Regions from separate parts of the Mus musculus genome. Here region 1 is linked to region 2. Evidence: chromatin contacts called from public HiChIP or PLAC-seq data. All regions are on one chromosome and are shown on one strand. Each heading gives the region's core, a stretch centred on a gene start, on an enhancer-like site or on the middle of the called end of the contact. The rest is flanking DNA. Distances are from core to core; before and after follow the strand shown. Region 1 holds the start of Shank1 (SH3 and multiple ankyrin repeat domains 1). Region 2 holds the start of Klk8 (kallikrein related-peptidase 8).

What was found. HiChIP or PLAC-seq counts read pairs in DNA pulled down with a chosen protein or histone mark.
Region 1: an H3K27ac HiChIP or PLAC-seq map of embryonic stem cells shows a contact between it and region 2, with 3 times the contacts expected there. The contact joins the promoter of Shank1 here to the promoter of Klk8 in region 2. A contact is called at or near these places in 6 of 39 promoter capture datasets (the 3T3-L1 cell line, cranial neural crest, embryonic stem cells and 2 more), 1 of 484 Hi-C or Micro-C datasets (epidermal suprabasal cells) and 4 of 115 datasets of contacts at active chromatin or transcription factors (bone marrow-derived macrophages and embryonic stem cells).

Annotation. Positions count from the first base shown.
Region 1 is chr7:44,308,236-44,315,724 of GRCm38.p6, reverse strand. It overlaps Shank1 (SH3 and multiple ankyrin repeat domains 1), which reads right to left and starts at 5,461. Exons shown (of 25, transcript NM_001034115.1): 1 at 5,429-5,461; 2 at 2,764-3,061; 3 at 2,403-2,606; 4 at 1,902-1,973. The coding sequence starts at 3,018.
Region 2 is chr7:43,794,757-43,802,333 of GRCm38.p6, reverse strand. Klk8 (kallikrein related-peptidase 8) reads right to left here and starts at 4,757. Exons shown (of 5, transcript NM_008940.3): 1 at 4,202-4,757; 2 at 3,551-3,710; 3 at 3,007-3,269; 4 at 121-254. The coding sequence starts at 4,271. It overlaps Klk9 (kallikrein related-peptidase 9), which reads right to left. Exons shown (of 5, transcript NM_028660.3): 4 at 6,646-6,782; 5 at 5,578-6,343. The coding sequence ends at 6,191.

The DNA of each region.
Region 1 (7,489 bases), core at 4,212-6,711, 510 kb before region 2:
GGAGTGATCGTGGCCTTATTGGAGGAAGTGTGTCCCTGGGGGGATGAGGCCTCAGATGTTCTAGCCATGTTTAGTGGCTCACTCTCTCTCTCTTCCTGATGTCTGATGCGGATGTGGAACTCTCAGCTACCTCTCCAGTCTGCCTGCATGCTGCCATGTTTCTCGCCGTGATGAAAAGGGACTAAACCTCTGACACTGTAAGCCAGACCCTATAAAATGTTGTCCTTTATTAGAGTCTCTTCACAGCAATAAAAGCTCTAAGACAAAGGGAGACTGTGAATTGTGTTGAAATCCATACTGATGACAGGTGTTCTCAAAGGAATATATGCTTAATGTCACTGTTTTGATACACAATCCATAAGAAAATAATTAAAATCCCATGGCCTGGGGGTGGTGGGATGGCTCAGCGGTAATGGTGCTTGTGGCCAAGCCTGCTAACCTGAATTTGATTCCCCAGAACACACATAGAGAAGGAGAAAACTGAGCTCTAGAAATTATCCTCTGACCTCCACATGTGAGCCATGACATGAACATGCAACCCCACCCCTACCAGACACATACAATAAGAAAGAAATGGACGTAATTTTAAAAGTATATTATGGGGGCTGGAGAGATGCCTTAAACTGTTAAGAGTGCTTGCTGTTCTTACAGAGGAACCCAAGTTCAGTTCCCAGCACCTGCCAATGGCAGGTAAATGCCAGCTTCTAACGTTTCTAGCTGCTTTGGGTGGCTGCATTCACATGCACACACACACACACACACACACACACACACACACCATTAAAAATAAAATAAATGTTGGAAACGGATGCAGTGGAATTTTTGTGCTGTTTTTTTCTGCGGTGTGACTCAGCTCACACCTGTCACATGTACAAAGGAGCCATACATGGCCACTGGCTCCCACAGTGGATGGCACAGGTAGGGAGGAGAAGGCACGGAGGGGGCGGGGAAGATCGGGGTGGATAGTGTGGGAGAGAGAAGCCTGGAGGAAAAACCGATCAGGGAATTTCTTCCCATTAAATGTCAAGAATTATTTCCCTCTGGCCAGATCAGCCTCCTAACTTCCTCTCAACTCCTAGAGGGCCAGAGCAGACAAGGTCAGGAGGAAAAGGACCAAATAGAATAAATGTGGCTGAGGAAAAAAAAAAAGAGCAAAGCCTGTGGAGATACAGGCACAGGTCTGGGGAACTGTGGATGTCTATGAAATACTATCGAGGCAGACAATTGGCTGATGCACTAAGTAAGAAAAGGGCCCTAAGTGCTCCCGAGCAGAGAAGGTAGAGTTAAAAGAACAGATCGGAGGGCTAGGGGTAAAGCTTGTTATGCAAGGATGGAGCCCCAAGTTTGATTCACCAGAGCCCACGTAAGAGAGCCAGGGGTGCTTGTGTGCACTTGTAATTACAGTGCTGGGGAGTTGGAGACAGTCATTTCTCCAGGTCCTCCTGGTCAGCTAGTCTGGCCTAGGCCGTGAGGCAGTAAAAGACTGTATTAAACAAGGTCAGACCAGTGAGATGGCTCATCAGGCAACGGTGCTTGCCACCAAGTCTGACCACGAGTTCCATCGTCAGGATCCCTATGGTGAAAAGAGAATACTGACTTCCCCAAGTTGTCCTCTGACCTCCACATGTGCGCCCATCCATTCACTCACCAGCACCAGCACCAGCACCCATGACCATACCAGGCAAAGATGGCATCAGTCTGGGCAGGTGAGGCCATAGAGGGCAGTGGGAAGGGAGTGTGATGAAGATGAATGGGTGTCTGCAGACAGGATGCACCCTCAAAGTTAAACGGGGACTTGGCATAATTGAGGTGTTGGCAGAGGGAATGGTTGCTGGGCAGAAACTGGGAAGGAAGGCAACGGACAGGGTGCTCTGGTGCTGGGGGGTAGCAGGCATTCTCACCTTTGTGTGCAGCTTGGCCAGCTGTTTCTCATCCAGGTTGGTCTGTTTGTAGACTCGGGTCTTGTAGCGGAACTGAGGCCAGGGGTAGAATATGAGGGGACACACAGACTTATTAGATTCTTTGTTGGGGAGCAATGTCTGACCCTCCTCTTGTCTTCCCAGAATGAGTTCAGGGTTAGCATGGAAATGGCCGTAGGTGGGGGCGACCTTTCCAAGAGTACTGGGTCATTAAGGTCTATGGCACTATAATCCCTACCTTATAAGTATAAGCATGGGACAGCCCCCCCCCCCATCTATGGAATGTTCTAGAACTACTATGTAGTTGGGATTCCCTCATTTGATGGCATAAGGAGTTTAGGGAGAGGAAAGGTCACCATCAGAGGCAACTCAGCTGGTGATTTGGACTCTGGGAAGTCTTGAAGAGCCCACTGGGGAGTTCTTTTGGAGTTGGAGTGGATGAGTTCCAGGGAATGACTTCTGTTAAGAGTTCTGTGCCCTTACCTCCAGGTAGGGTACCCCTTTCTCAAAGGACTGAGGGTACTCTCTTAGAAGCCTCTCCTCCTCCAAGAAGTTGGCATCCCGGCCTGAGGTGGCTGGCTGGAACAGTCCATAGTTCAGCACGTCCTGTAGACTCTCGCTCAGGGCACAGAGTACTTGCTGTTTGGCTGTCCAGATGGTGGCATCTGGGTTGAAGCGTAGGCATTTCTGGTGGGAGACAGGATGTCTGGGGCTAGGTTGGGTCAAGGGTATGAGGGTCAAGGGTAGGTTGGAAAAGGAATAAGATTCCAGCTAGATCTGGGATTGAGAGTGGGGAAAGACTTGGCCAATGTGTCTGTCAGCTGGCAGGTGAGTGACCACTCACCGTCTGATGCAAGTCAGGGATGCCAATCCTGAAAACCATCATGCTGAAGTGGGCGTCGTCAGGGACAGACATGGAGCGTCCCTGGAGGCCTCGGGTAGAGGCCAGGTTACCAGGTGCTCCGCTGCCTCGGCCCCGAGTCCCCTGGGGGCCTCTTCCTGGCCCGTCTGGGGAGCTGTCCGATTCTGAGCCCCCCTCGGGACACTCGCTGGCACTGTGTCTTTCCTCGTCCTCGCTTGTCGCGGGGCTGTGGGTCATCGTGGGGCCACGGGGCGACGGGGGACAGCAGCATCACAGGCAGCTGAGAAAAGCAAGGGTGATCCTCACTGTTGAGCCACTCAGAGGCCACCAGTACCAGTGGACAGACACAGGGGCAGCCAAGGGAGACTAGACATGCCCTCAGCCCCCTGCACAGACAAGTTTGCACCACCTCTGCAGCCTTCCTGGCACCTTTCTCCTCCCTGTCCTTGGCCCTGCTTGCAGCCCCCCACCCCCCTGCGCTCCACTTTGTGGCTGACCCAGTGTGTCCTAGAAATCACAGAATCACCGCGGGAGCTAGTGGCCCACTTTGTCAAACTACAAAAAAATGAAGCTAAAATTAGCTAAGGACAGACAGGTGGACCAATCCACCCCGGCATCCTGCCCTCCTGGCCGGAGCCTGGCCCCTTCACCCCAGGGAGGTGGAGACTGACTTTTATAGTAAAGGTGAGATGGAGGTGTGAGTTTTGAGCCTGGGGCAGCAGGAGGTGCCCGAGAGCTGGTGACTTCACTGAAGTGTGGCTGACCACATGTTTAGAGGGCTGCTGCTGGGGAATGAGCTGTCCCTGTAGGGGATGGAGGGACACGAGTGGGGGTGGATGAACAGAAAAGAGAAGTTCCCCTGAGCTGGGCCCAAGAGACCCATGATGAGAGGTTACTGGGGCGTGTGAAGAGGATGTGTGGGTGGATAGGGAGGCTGGCCCTGGCTCTGGCTGGAAAGTCCAGGTGACAAGCTGTGGTGGCCTGGGTGGGTGTGGGCAGCTGCAGGTGACCTGTGGGTGTTTCAGGAATGGCACAGCAGGGTGGGTGGGCTGGCACTGCTTGGTACTGGAGGCTCCACCGAGGAGAATTTGGATTGGGTGGGGTGTCTGGGGAGGAAGCTAAGAAGTGAGCTGCAACAATATGGGGACCAGGAGATGGGGAGGGTCGTCCCTCTCAAAGTGGCCTACTGAGGGGTGGCTCCATTCCAAATGCGGTCCTCTTCTCTCCTGTTTGCCACCCCCTACTCCCCACTCTAGAACCGGAAAGCAGAATGTCTGGTCTGGTCCCTCCCACCCCACACCAGGCCCGGCTCCTGCACCGTTGCCATGGAGATGGGAAGCAGTGGAGGGTACTGCTGACTTTGGGGGAGTGGGGATGGGCTGGGGGGAGGGAGGGTTGGGGAAGGAAAGACGAAATGTTTAAGGAAGAGAGTTCCAAGAACTGTAGGCGAGCAGGCGTCTAACCACGGGCTGAGGAACCCTCCCCCTCGCGGGGACCGAGCTCTGAAGCACCCCATCCCAGGTACCCTGCCTTGTGGCTCAACCCGCTGGGCTGGGGAGGAGACCCGGGCCTCCAGCTCAGTCTGCTGACCGCCCTACACCACATCCCGCCTGGCAGTGTGACCTCAGCCACTCCCCCTCGGCTGACCCTGGCTGACATCCCCTTTGCAGCCCCAGCTCTGCAGGAAAGGGGTGGCAGGTGGGATAAAAGGTCAGCAAAGGCTAGGTCCCCTATAGCGCGGGCTCCACTGCCCCAACACCCAGGACAGCTCGGGGCCCCTCCCCCTCCGGCCTCGAGGGAGGGAGCGGGCACACTCCGCCGGGGCGGCATGAATCAAAAGCTCGGCGGCTAAGAATAGCTGGCACGCAGCTGGTACCGAGACGGGCTGAGGAATCGGCGAGGGGGGGGGGTGGCTAAGGGGAGAGAGGGGGTGCCCTGAGAGGCTGCGGGGGGACAGGGGACGGCTGGCGTGGCCAGGAGCCGGGCCCGGGGAGAATGAATGGAGGTGGAGGAAGGCGGGAGCAGGGAGGTTGGTGAAAGAATAGCCCTGGGTCGGGAGAGGGAGCTGGGACTGGGGGCGGGAGCAGAGGGGGCGCGCCGGCCTGCGGAGAAGGAACCTGAGGCGCGATGGGCACGCGAGGCGCGGGTGGAAAGGAACTACAGACGCCTGGAAGGGGCGCCGGGTCCAGGCGTCGTAGGAGGCTCTGGCCCAGACCCTGGGTTGGAGTGGTTGGAGACCAGGGTGACCTAGGGGAGGGGCCCAGGTGTGCTGGGGTGGGCGAGGCGGGGGAGTGGCCGAGCCGGGTTGGGAGGCGGGGACCAAGACCCAGTCTTGGCCCCGGAGAGCCTCCGAGACCAGTTCGGCTTAGGGGGCGCAGCACGTGGGGGATGGGGCACACCCTCCTAGCAAGGATACGATCTGGGACGGGGCACTCGGGACCAGGTCGCAACCCAATTTGATGTCACCCTTAGGGGCCATGCTACCTTCCACACCCTCACCCCCCCATACACACACCCTAAATGTACACCCAGGCCGGAGCCGGCGCCAGGCCAAGGACATCCGGGGCGCCTCCGCCCTCTCCCGCAACCCCAGTTCTCGCAATTGCACCCTACCCCAGAACCACCCTGTAGTGTCCCGTGCCCTTACCTGCCTGGCGGGGCTGCTGAGTCCCGGTCGGCGCCTCCACTGCCACCCGGCTCGCTCTCTTTCGCACTCGCTGTCTCTCCCTCACCCGGTCTCTCTCTCTCTCTCTCTCTCTCTCTCTCTCTCTCTCTCTCTCTCTCGCTCTCCTCTCTCTCCCTCCCTCCCCTCCCTCCGCCCTCTCCCCTCCCTCCGGGAGCCCGCAGAGAGATATCGCCCCTCCCTGAGCCCCCAAACCTCGCCCATTCTCCCCCCAACACACGCGCGGCTCCACCCCCCCCCTCGCCCTCCTCCACCCTTCATCTCCACTGCCCCATCCTCAAACCCAGACTCCACCCCTGCTCACCCCCATGTACCCCTAGTGGGATCCTGCTCTTCCTAGGGGAGCCCCTCCTCCAGATTGCTCCCCACCCTTTCTACACATGGTGGGGTGCTATTTGTATTTGTAGAGTCTGTATGTTCCCAAATCGAATACTGTGGGTTATAGATTCTGGTCCTGTACCCCCAAATGTGTGTACCTTCACCCCTCCACCCCGACACACACACACATACCCCTCCCCACATGCACACAACTTTCCATATGAGCTCACATACATGGAAGTACCTGAGGCACATACCCCTTCCCCCAAGCTGGTCCTGTAAACCAAGCATACCCACAGCTACCTACTCCTTAGGGCATGCTTGCCCAGTACACACAACCAGAGACACACACCCAGCTTCATGCACAATGTCACACCCCTGTGCCACAGCATACCGACAGCACCCTGCAAGATTGACCTACACCATACTCCAACTACATACTTAGATCTACCTACAAGAAGCACGGTAGACAGACCTGTGTGCTGTCCGAGCCAGCTCACCCACTCCACTGGTCATCACAGGTGTTTTTGCCTGTTTGCCTGTACACCCTGCCCACAGCACACCTCCCACCCCCCCAGCTATCCTTGAGTATACTATAGGTGCCAGGTTCAGTGACTTCTTTCCTGTCAAAGCACACAGAAAGGCTAAGTAATTTGGCCCAGGCCACCCAGCTATAAAGAGGTGGTATCAAGGGTGAAGAACACAGAAGGCTGTCTCCATCTTCTCCACAGGCCTGCTATGGTGTTTCAAAGAACATACCTGAAGATGTATACCCTTCTGCATTCTATAACGCCTCCAATTTCACACACATGGACACACAAAGCTAATTGTGTGCAGGTAGTCAGCTTTCTCCTACCTGGTACATTCACAGAGGAAGGCAGATTCATTCAGCATATTTCAGCCCTCTTCAGCCATGACTTCCACTTTGCCCAGCAGCGTCCCCAGGGCCACTAGGGAACACCAGCTCCTACAGAGGGTTGTTCTAGATAGTTTCTGAGTTTGTCTTCAGCTGCAGCTTCTCTGGGGCATCCTGGGATAAACTGGAGTTGGTACCCAGCTTAGAGAGGCCCTCATCTTGATGCACCCACCCAGGTGCCGAGCAGCTGCGCCCATGGAGAACAGCTGCTGGTGCTGGTACATACACTGAGCGGCTATGAGGCATTCTGCAGTTTACAAAGCCCCTCTGCATTATATGGAGGTCTCCAGCTTCCGAAGAGAGACCTCCGTGCTACAGATGAGCATCCGAGAGGCTCCGAGAATCAGTTGGCTGCCCAAGGTCACTCTGCCCTCTGCGTACTAGGCTTTCTTGAAAACTGGTGTGTTCCTTTACAAGGCCCCTCATGGGACTCACAGCAGCTGAGGGCAGATGTGAGGTACCTGCTTGGAGCCAGCAGCCTTGGTACATGATGCCACACCTGTGACCTCCATACGGCTGCCATGTCTCCTCTCTGAGCTTCTTTGCTTTTTCCTTGCAAACCCTGGGCCCCTAGATCTTTGGCTCATGAATTGGCAGGACCTGCGGGACTAAAGCTCTGCAGGACTCATGAGCCTGGCATGGTGTGGGTAAGGCATGGCCATCTACTCTCCTGGCATTGGAACCTTCCACTGCCCTCAGCGCCTGCACTCAGGCAGACACCTTGAGAACTCCGGTGCAACCTAAACACAAAAGTCTGATTTTTAAGGCCTTTTACCAAGCTGCTGTAACAT
Region 2 (7,577 bases), core at 3,508-6,007:
TGTGCGTAGCGAGCTTTCTCTGAACCCTGCCAGCACGACACAACTTCTCTGTCCACTACATCTTTTGGGTCACCCCCATCCACACCAAGCTGTGAGGGAGCAATTCTGGAGGTTGCTTACCTGGCACGTGTCAGCTCCATTGCTGCTGCCAGCACAGACCATGCCCTCGGTGATCTTCCCTGGATAGGCTCTCTCACACTTGTTCTGGGAATAGATTTTCACTTCCGCACAGTTGAGGGTGTTTGGAAAGTTCTCTGAGAAAGAAGAGGCAAGAAGAGACAGGCACCTTTTCTCTCCATGCCATCCACACTAGACTTCCCTTCTGTCCCTTGGCTGGACATTCCACAGAGCCCACAGCTTCCCAGACTAGTGCATCTTTCTCTGTCTAGCCAGGAGCCCTCAAGTCTTAACGTCTGTTTCTTGCCTTTAGTAAAATTAAAATCTAAGAACAGATGATGGAGGGGGATTTCTTGTCACTAGCCCACCAGGTCCTTAATTTCATCTATATTCTCCTTTTCCCAAATATAATCTCCTCCTAGAAGCCCTTCCTGACCACTCTAATTAAAGCCTATCAGTTTGTCCATCCATTTGGGGACAAGAGAGAGAGAGAGACAGAGAGAGACAGAGAGAGAGAGAGACACAGAGAGAGACAGAGAGAGACAGACAGAGAGACAGACAGAGAGACAGACAGAGAGACAGAGAGAGACAGGGAGAGAGAGAGAGAGAGAGAGAGAGAGAGAGAGAGAGAGAGAGAGAGAGAGAGAAAAGAAGGAGGAGGAGGAGGAGGAGGTGGGGGGATTGAATTCAAGTCCTCGTCATACTAGGCAGGCACTGTATCACTGAGCTACATCCAAATCCTCTTTTTCATTCATTCATTAATTTTTGTTTCTTTTAGGGTGTTCTCATATAGCTAAGGTTAGCTTCTAACTCTGCAGAGCTGAGTGTTCTTCTGATCCTCCAGCTTCCACTACTCAAGTGTTGGGGTCATAACTGTGCATGTCACATTATATATACTATTGATTTTTGAGACATGACTCTCATTAAACTGCTTAGACTAACCTTGACCTTGAGATCCTTCTGCCTCAGCCTCCTGGGTATCTGGGATGAAAGCCTGAGCCAGCTCTGGGGATTGTGTATTTGTTTATTGTCTATTTCCCCCAAGTGGGGCAAGCACCAGAAGAACTTCACATTTGCTCATGACTTTATGCCTGCCCCCATGCTGGCCACAGTATCTTGGTCATACTGGGTGCTTAATAAATGTTAATGACTGGCTGTGGGTATGGCTCAAGGTAGAGCCCTTGCCTAGAATCCCCCAAGAAGGCCTAGGGGCGTGGCTCAGTGATAGAGCACCTGCCAAACATGAGTGAGGCCCTCAGCTCAATATCTAATACTGACAAAAAAATTAAAGACTGAAATTACAATTAACATTGCTATTAATCCCCTTTACGGAGAAGACCCAGAATCTTCCTGCTCCCAGTCTCATGGGACCCTCACAAACGCTCTTTGAAGAGGTCAGGGTGCACTCATTCATTTTATCATTCATTCATCCATGCAGGGTAATTTACAAAACATTTCCAGGATCCCAGGGAACTTCCAAGCACACAGAGCACATCCTCAAGAGAACAGATAGAAGTGGTGGCAGACATCTTTAACCCTGACACTTGCGGGGGCAGAGGCAGGTGGATCCCTGGGAGTTCAAAACCAGACTTGTCTACATTGTTCCAGGACAGGTACCCACATGGTGAGTTAAAACCATCTATAACACCAGTTTTAGAACTTCTGGCCTCTTCAGGCACTACGTGGACCGAGTACACACACACATCCATGCAGACAAACACTCATACACATAAAAAATAAAATAAAAAACTAAAAAAGAAGAACAGATGATTCTCTGAGAGATATCCCAGTGAGTCAAACCTTAAGCCTGCTGGCCTGATTTTGATTCTTAGGACATCACGGTGGAAGGAGAGAATTAAGTCCCGTAGGTTGTCCCCAACCTCCACCCATGCACTGTGAAACACACACATGCATACACAGTGAAATGAAAACTAAAGAAAGCAGAACCCTCTTAGAGCTTATTACCAGTTGGATGCTGACTCCCTGCACGTCACTGGAGAAAGCAAGGCTGGGAGACAGGAAGTGGCTCCCCAGGGGGCTAATGAAAAGATCCATCCATGCCTCGGTATGCATTTCCAAGCCACACTGTCTCAGTAGAAGTCAAGACGTGTAGGGACCTGATGACTGGCGTGGTCAATGCCTGGAGGGCCCCATTGTTTTTCTGAGCTGAGTCCCACTTGTTCTCACTATGAAGTTACAAGCTGAGGAACATTCTAGACATGCCAACACCCCAAAGGGACTAATGTTTGGCTCACGAATAAGAAAGGAGTTTGGGCCCTCTTGGATCATGGAGGCTGGGTGATGACGGGTCTGGGCCCTAGAGCGTGGGAAAAAGCAGGGTCTGAAGGTGCTTGCTGCCAAGCTCACAACCTGGGTTCTAGCCCCCAGGAGCAGAAGAGTGGGAGGCAACAACTGATCCCTACAGACTGTCCTCCGACCTTTGCATGTATTCTGGGGCATGCATATGTGCACGTGCTCATACATACACATATACACAAATAAATAGATATAATTTAAAAAAACCCAAAGTGCCCGTGCTTCACCACATGTATGTATTGAGATGGGGTCTGTCATTGAACCTGGATCATTAGGCTACGATGGTTGACTGACAAACCCTGGAACCCTCCTGTCTCCACCTCACAGCTGGCTTTAACAAGGTTGCTGGGGATCTGAACTCAAAGCCCCTCACACTTGCTAAGCAAGCACTTTACTTACAGTCCCCCTCCCCTTCCCCATAACACTTAATGTGCTCACTTTTCTCTTTCATTATCTTCTCTTAGGGTGTATGGAGGTCAGGGTATGTTGGGGAATGAGGTCTGCAATGGCTTGGGGTCCACTGGGGTGATTGCCTTCTCTTCACCCTCTTAGGTAGGGGGCCCAGCTCTTTACCTTGAGGGCTGGTGACAGTGCCCCAGCCTGATATGATGCACTTCTGGCCAACTTTGGGACACAGATTGGCCAGTTGGACCGGCTTCACCTTGTCCCCGAGGTTTGCTGAGTTCTGCAGTCGAATGAGCATTATATCGTGACTGTGATCTTCTGGGTTGCTGTTGTTGTAGCAAGGATGCTGGATAGACTGAGCCACCTGGATCTCCTGCTCCGGCTGATCTCTGCTCTGGAGGCTATGATCACCCAGACGCACGGAGTACTTCCTGCACAAGGAGGGGTGGAGGGGGTGAGGAGTGAGGGTGGATCTTGGAACCCAGAAGGAAGTTGGGGGTACTTGGGGGTTCTTTCCACTCCTTCTCCCTCAGAACCCATTCATCTTCCACCAAGCCCAGGAGTCCAGGCCCTAGCCTGTCTGCCTCAGATCCAGCAGTCCTCCTTAGCCCTCCTCCCTCAGACCCAAGTTTTAACTTCCTCCTCTTCCTCAAACAGAGCCCTGAGCCTCTTCCCTCCAGGTCCACCCACATGTGCCCAGCCCTTCACTCACTGTTTTTTGCAGTGGGCTGCCGTGAGGACCCATCTGTCTCCAACCAGGACACCCCCACAGATCAGTCTCTCGCCCTGGAACAAGGCTGCCTGCCAAGGCTGGGAGTGGGGTATACACTCTCGACCTTCCAGGATCTTGGAGCCCTGAGCTCTGGTGAGCCCTGCATCAGGAAGGAGAAGGGTGGGTCGCCACCCTCGATGTCAGAGCCCCAGCCAGGAAAGCCACTGTGGGTTCAAATGGACACACAGGCCAGTTCCTCTGCGGACCGTCTCTTATGCCTTCAACAGATAAGTTTCCAGCATCCATTGGAACATGGCCACATGTAAGTTCACTGAGACCTGAGAATAATCAACACTAGGCACAGCCCTCACCATGCTTCCACGCACGTCTACACGAGTTCTAGACATCCCCACACCAAATTCAGCTTTGTCTGACAGGCAATAAGAATCTCTTCCGCAGCCATGCATCTATGGGAAACTCAACCCACTTCCTCACCACTGAGTTGCTATCTCTACTCGCTACCAAGAAAGCTCCCCGGTCCCCAAGCCCACCACAGGCACCCACACACCCACGTGTCAGAAGGAACTCACTCAGAGTCCAGTAACCCCTACCCCACTGAAGGCCCTGGGTGGTGGGACCTGTTCCTCTCACCTGCCCACGCTCCCATGAACAGAAGCAGAAGGATCCACGGCTGGATTGCACAGGGTGGGGGGCGTCCCATGGTGGCCTCTGAGGAAGAGGGTGGAACTAAGAGGAAGTCCGAGGGAGGAGCCTGAGATCTTGTTGTCTGGGGAACTGGGGGAAGGAGGTGTTTCCGGAGCTGTCTTGAGTCTTGCTGGAGGATGGAGCTAGGGGCTGAGAAAGCTAGGGCAGAGCTCTAGATCCCCGAATTTTAGTGTGGGGGAGAGCTTGCTGTTGGGGATCCAGACATTATAAAGGAGTTCTGGCCCACTTGTGAGATTGGAGAGAAAGATCTGAGGCTGTGACTCCAACGTCCTGGGGAAGAGGGAGCTTAAGAGACCCGCTTGAAGATCCTGAGAGAAAGAATGTGAGCCTGGGGGTGGGAGGGTCCTGGGCTCAGAGAAAGGGGACCTCCCTGCGCCTGAGGTCCGTGTCTGGGGACCTCTGCGCCTCACCTTCCAGAATGCAAGGGGCGGGGTCACTCGGACTCGGTGGAAGAGGCCCCCGGACTTCCCTTCGGTGTGTCGGGTACAAGATTTTGCAGCCTTTTAACGAGGAAGCCCCGCCCACGGCCCCGCCTTCTGCCCGCACCTTGCTGCGGTGCGGCTGAACCCGCAAGCGCTCGAGGAGGGGCACGGGCTGGAGTGACTTTAGGAGGAGGGACTGGAGCCTCGGAAACCGAGGTGAGGACTAGAGGGGCAGTGCACCGACCCCCGGGGTAGAACGGAAGAGATGGGTCGGAGGGAGGCAACTGGAACCTGGGCTCGTGGGCCTGATGGAGGAGGGCTGGTATTTGGATATCTTGGTCTGAGAGAGAAGGAACAAAGCCTGGACCCGAGTCTGAGGGAGAAAAGTGAAAGCTTGAATCCCCGAGTCCGAGGGAAGTGAGTTGGGGTTTGAATACCTCATCTGAACCCCTGGATTTAAGGGAGGAGCTCTGATTTAGACTTCGGAGTTGGAGGGTGGAGGTTGAATCTGAAGAAGGACTGGGGTGTTCTGCAGGGTCTGAAGAAGCAGGGGGCTGGAATTAAGTTCTCTGTCCTTAATGAAGGATGGGCTTGAAACTGAATTTTGTGAAAATTGGGAAAGGCGGTGTTCTGGTTGGGGACTTTGAGGGCGGGTCAGGAACCAGCCCGGGGCATCTGGGTAGGCAGGTTAGGGTGGCGCTGTAACCTGGTTTCCCCTTCCTCCCAGGGCGGCGGGACCAGCCCTGGCTGAAGTCCCAAGGTGCTGCAATAAGCTTGTTGTTAAGGTTGCAGAGGTTCGGCCGGAGCAGGTTCGTTCATTTACCCTTTCCTCCCAACCTGTGCGCACCCTGTATCCCACATTACAGGCGACAGGAAGTGATCGTTCCTATGGTTTATTCTGATTCACCTGGGGGCTCTAGAGAGATCAATGCTCCCATCATCCTATGTCAAGAGTCAGACCCAAAACACACTCGGAGCAGAACCCAGAGCTGTTTGAGGTCCACGTGCGCAGAATAGGCGCAGTCCTAGCGTGACTAGGAGTGGGGACAAATGGGATGGAGTCCAGAGAAGAAATCCTATTGGGTGAAATATGAAGGGTTGCAGCAGCTATTTAGGGAAAGATATTTCTTGGCGGTGATCCTGAGGGTTGGGCTATTCCAGAGAATGGTGATTAAAATGGTGTAGCATGGGCCAGGAGCAAAGGAGGTGTGTCTCAGTTGGTTTTTTTTTTTTTTTTGAAGGGGCGTGGTTTTATTATAATTGTTTTGCCTGGGAGCAGACCCCAAGAGGGAAGATGACCTAAGTGGGAGGAGTCTTCGGGGGAGACTAAGGAGTGAAGTCTGAGGGTCCGAAGTCTGAGAGGGCGGAGTTTCATCATGGGGCGTGCGGGGGTGCTTTGACACGCATCAGAGAAGCTGGGGCTCTGGAATCCTGCAGCATCCTCTCATTCTACATCCGTCTTCCTCTCCAGTCTGTCCATCTTAGCATGAACTCAGTTTTTTTCCATGGTGCTTTCAATCCACTCCAGGTAGTCAAAGACGTTAGTGTAGACAGCGGGTCTCCGGGGTCTGGAACAAGGCTCAGATCCTCCAGACACTATACCTGCCAAGGTTCCTTCGCACACCAGGGGTCCCCCAGAGTCACCCTGTGCATGGTGAAGAACAGAGCTGTTAGCTGGGTCTATTCATGAGAATCATCGGAAGCTTCCTCCTGAGAAAGCCTCTGCCATTCATCACCCAGGAGGGCCTGGTCTGTAGTCTCTCCTCCCTCATTTCCATGAATAAAAACTCACAGATCTCATCTCCCATCCCACCATGTAGCATCCTGGGCTCCCAGAACCTCCTAGTACTCAGCCTGGATCCCTAGGTCCTGGAGTCTGTGGTTCCAGCCATCTCCTACCCCGAGGTCTAGAAAAGTGCTTCCACCCTCCTGCAGGGGATGGCTCACCTGGCAAGAGCCTCGGCCACCCTCCCACAGGCCAGCGCACAGCATCTTCTCAGAGATGTGGCCCGGGTATGCCCAGCGGCAGAGCTTGTTGTCCAGAATGCTAATGTTGGCACACTGCAGTGTCATTGGATACTGTACTGTTGGGGGAGAAGGATGGAGGATGTTCTCAGAATCTGAGGCAGCACCCCTAAGAATCTTCCCTGACGCTGTTCCATCCTTGGGACTCCCACGGAGTCATGAGGCTGAGACTCAGAAATGAGATCCCAGACAGTCAACCCAGGGCTGGAGAATAGATGGCTAAGGGGGAGAGAAGGCCAAAGGGAGAGAGAGAGGGGGGGGGGAAGTGAAACAGGAAGGTCTGTCTGTCTGTCTGTCTGTCACAGGAGTGGGGTGAATAAAGACCAGGGAGGGAGATAAACATCCCTGAAGCGAAACCCACTGCCAGAGGCAAATTACAAGGCGGCCATGCAGAGAAAAGGGTTGAGAGATGTTATCAGAAACCAGACAACACAGTTCGGGGCACATGGTCTCTTGTTGCAGACAGAAATGTAGACTCTACTGCTACTCTGGGGGTAACCTGTATTATTGATTCTGCCAAGTAGATGCTATTTTGAGTGTGAGCACATTTTTGCCCATATATATGTATATGTGTATAATGCTGTATAGATTAGGTTGGCTTCAAATTCCTAGAGATCTGTCTGCCCCTACCTCCCAAATGTGGGGATTAAAACCCACCACATTAAACCCACCACCACATCCTGTTCTGAATTGTCTGTGTGTATATACGTGGTATATGCACATGTGGGGGGGGGAGGTGTGCACAGAGGCAAAGGAGGCCATCAGGTCTTCTGCTCTGACACTATAGAATATTCACTCAACACAAGGTCTCTCACTGAACCTAGAGCTAGGCTGGGAGCTAACAAGTCCTAGGG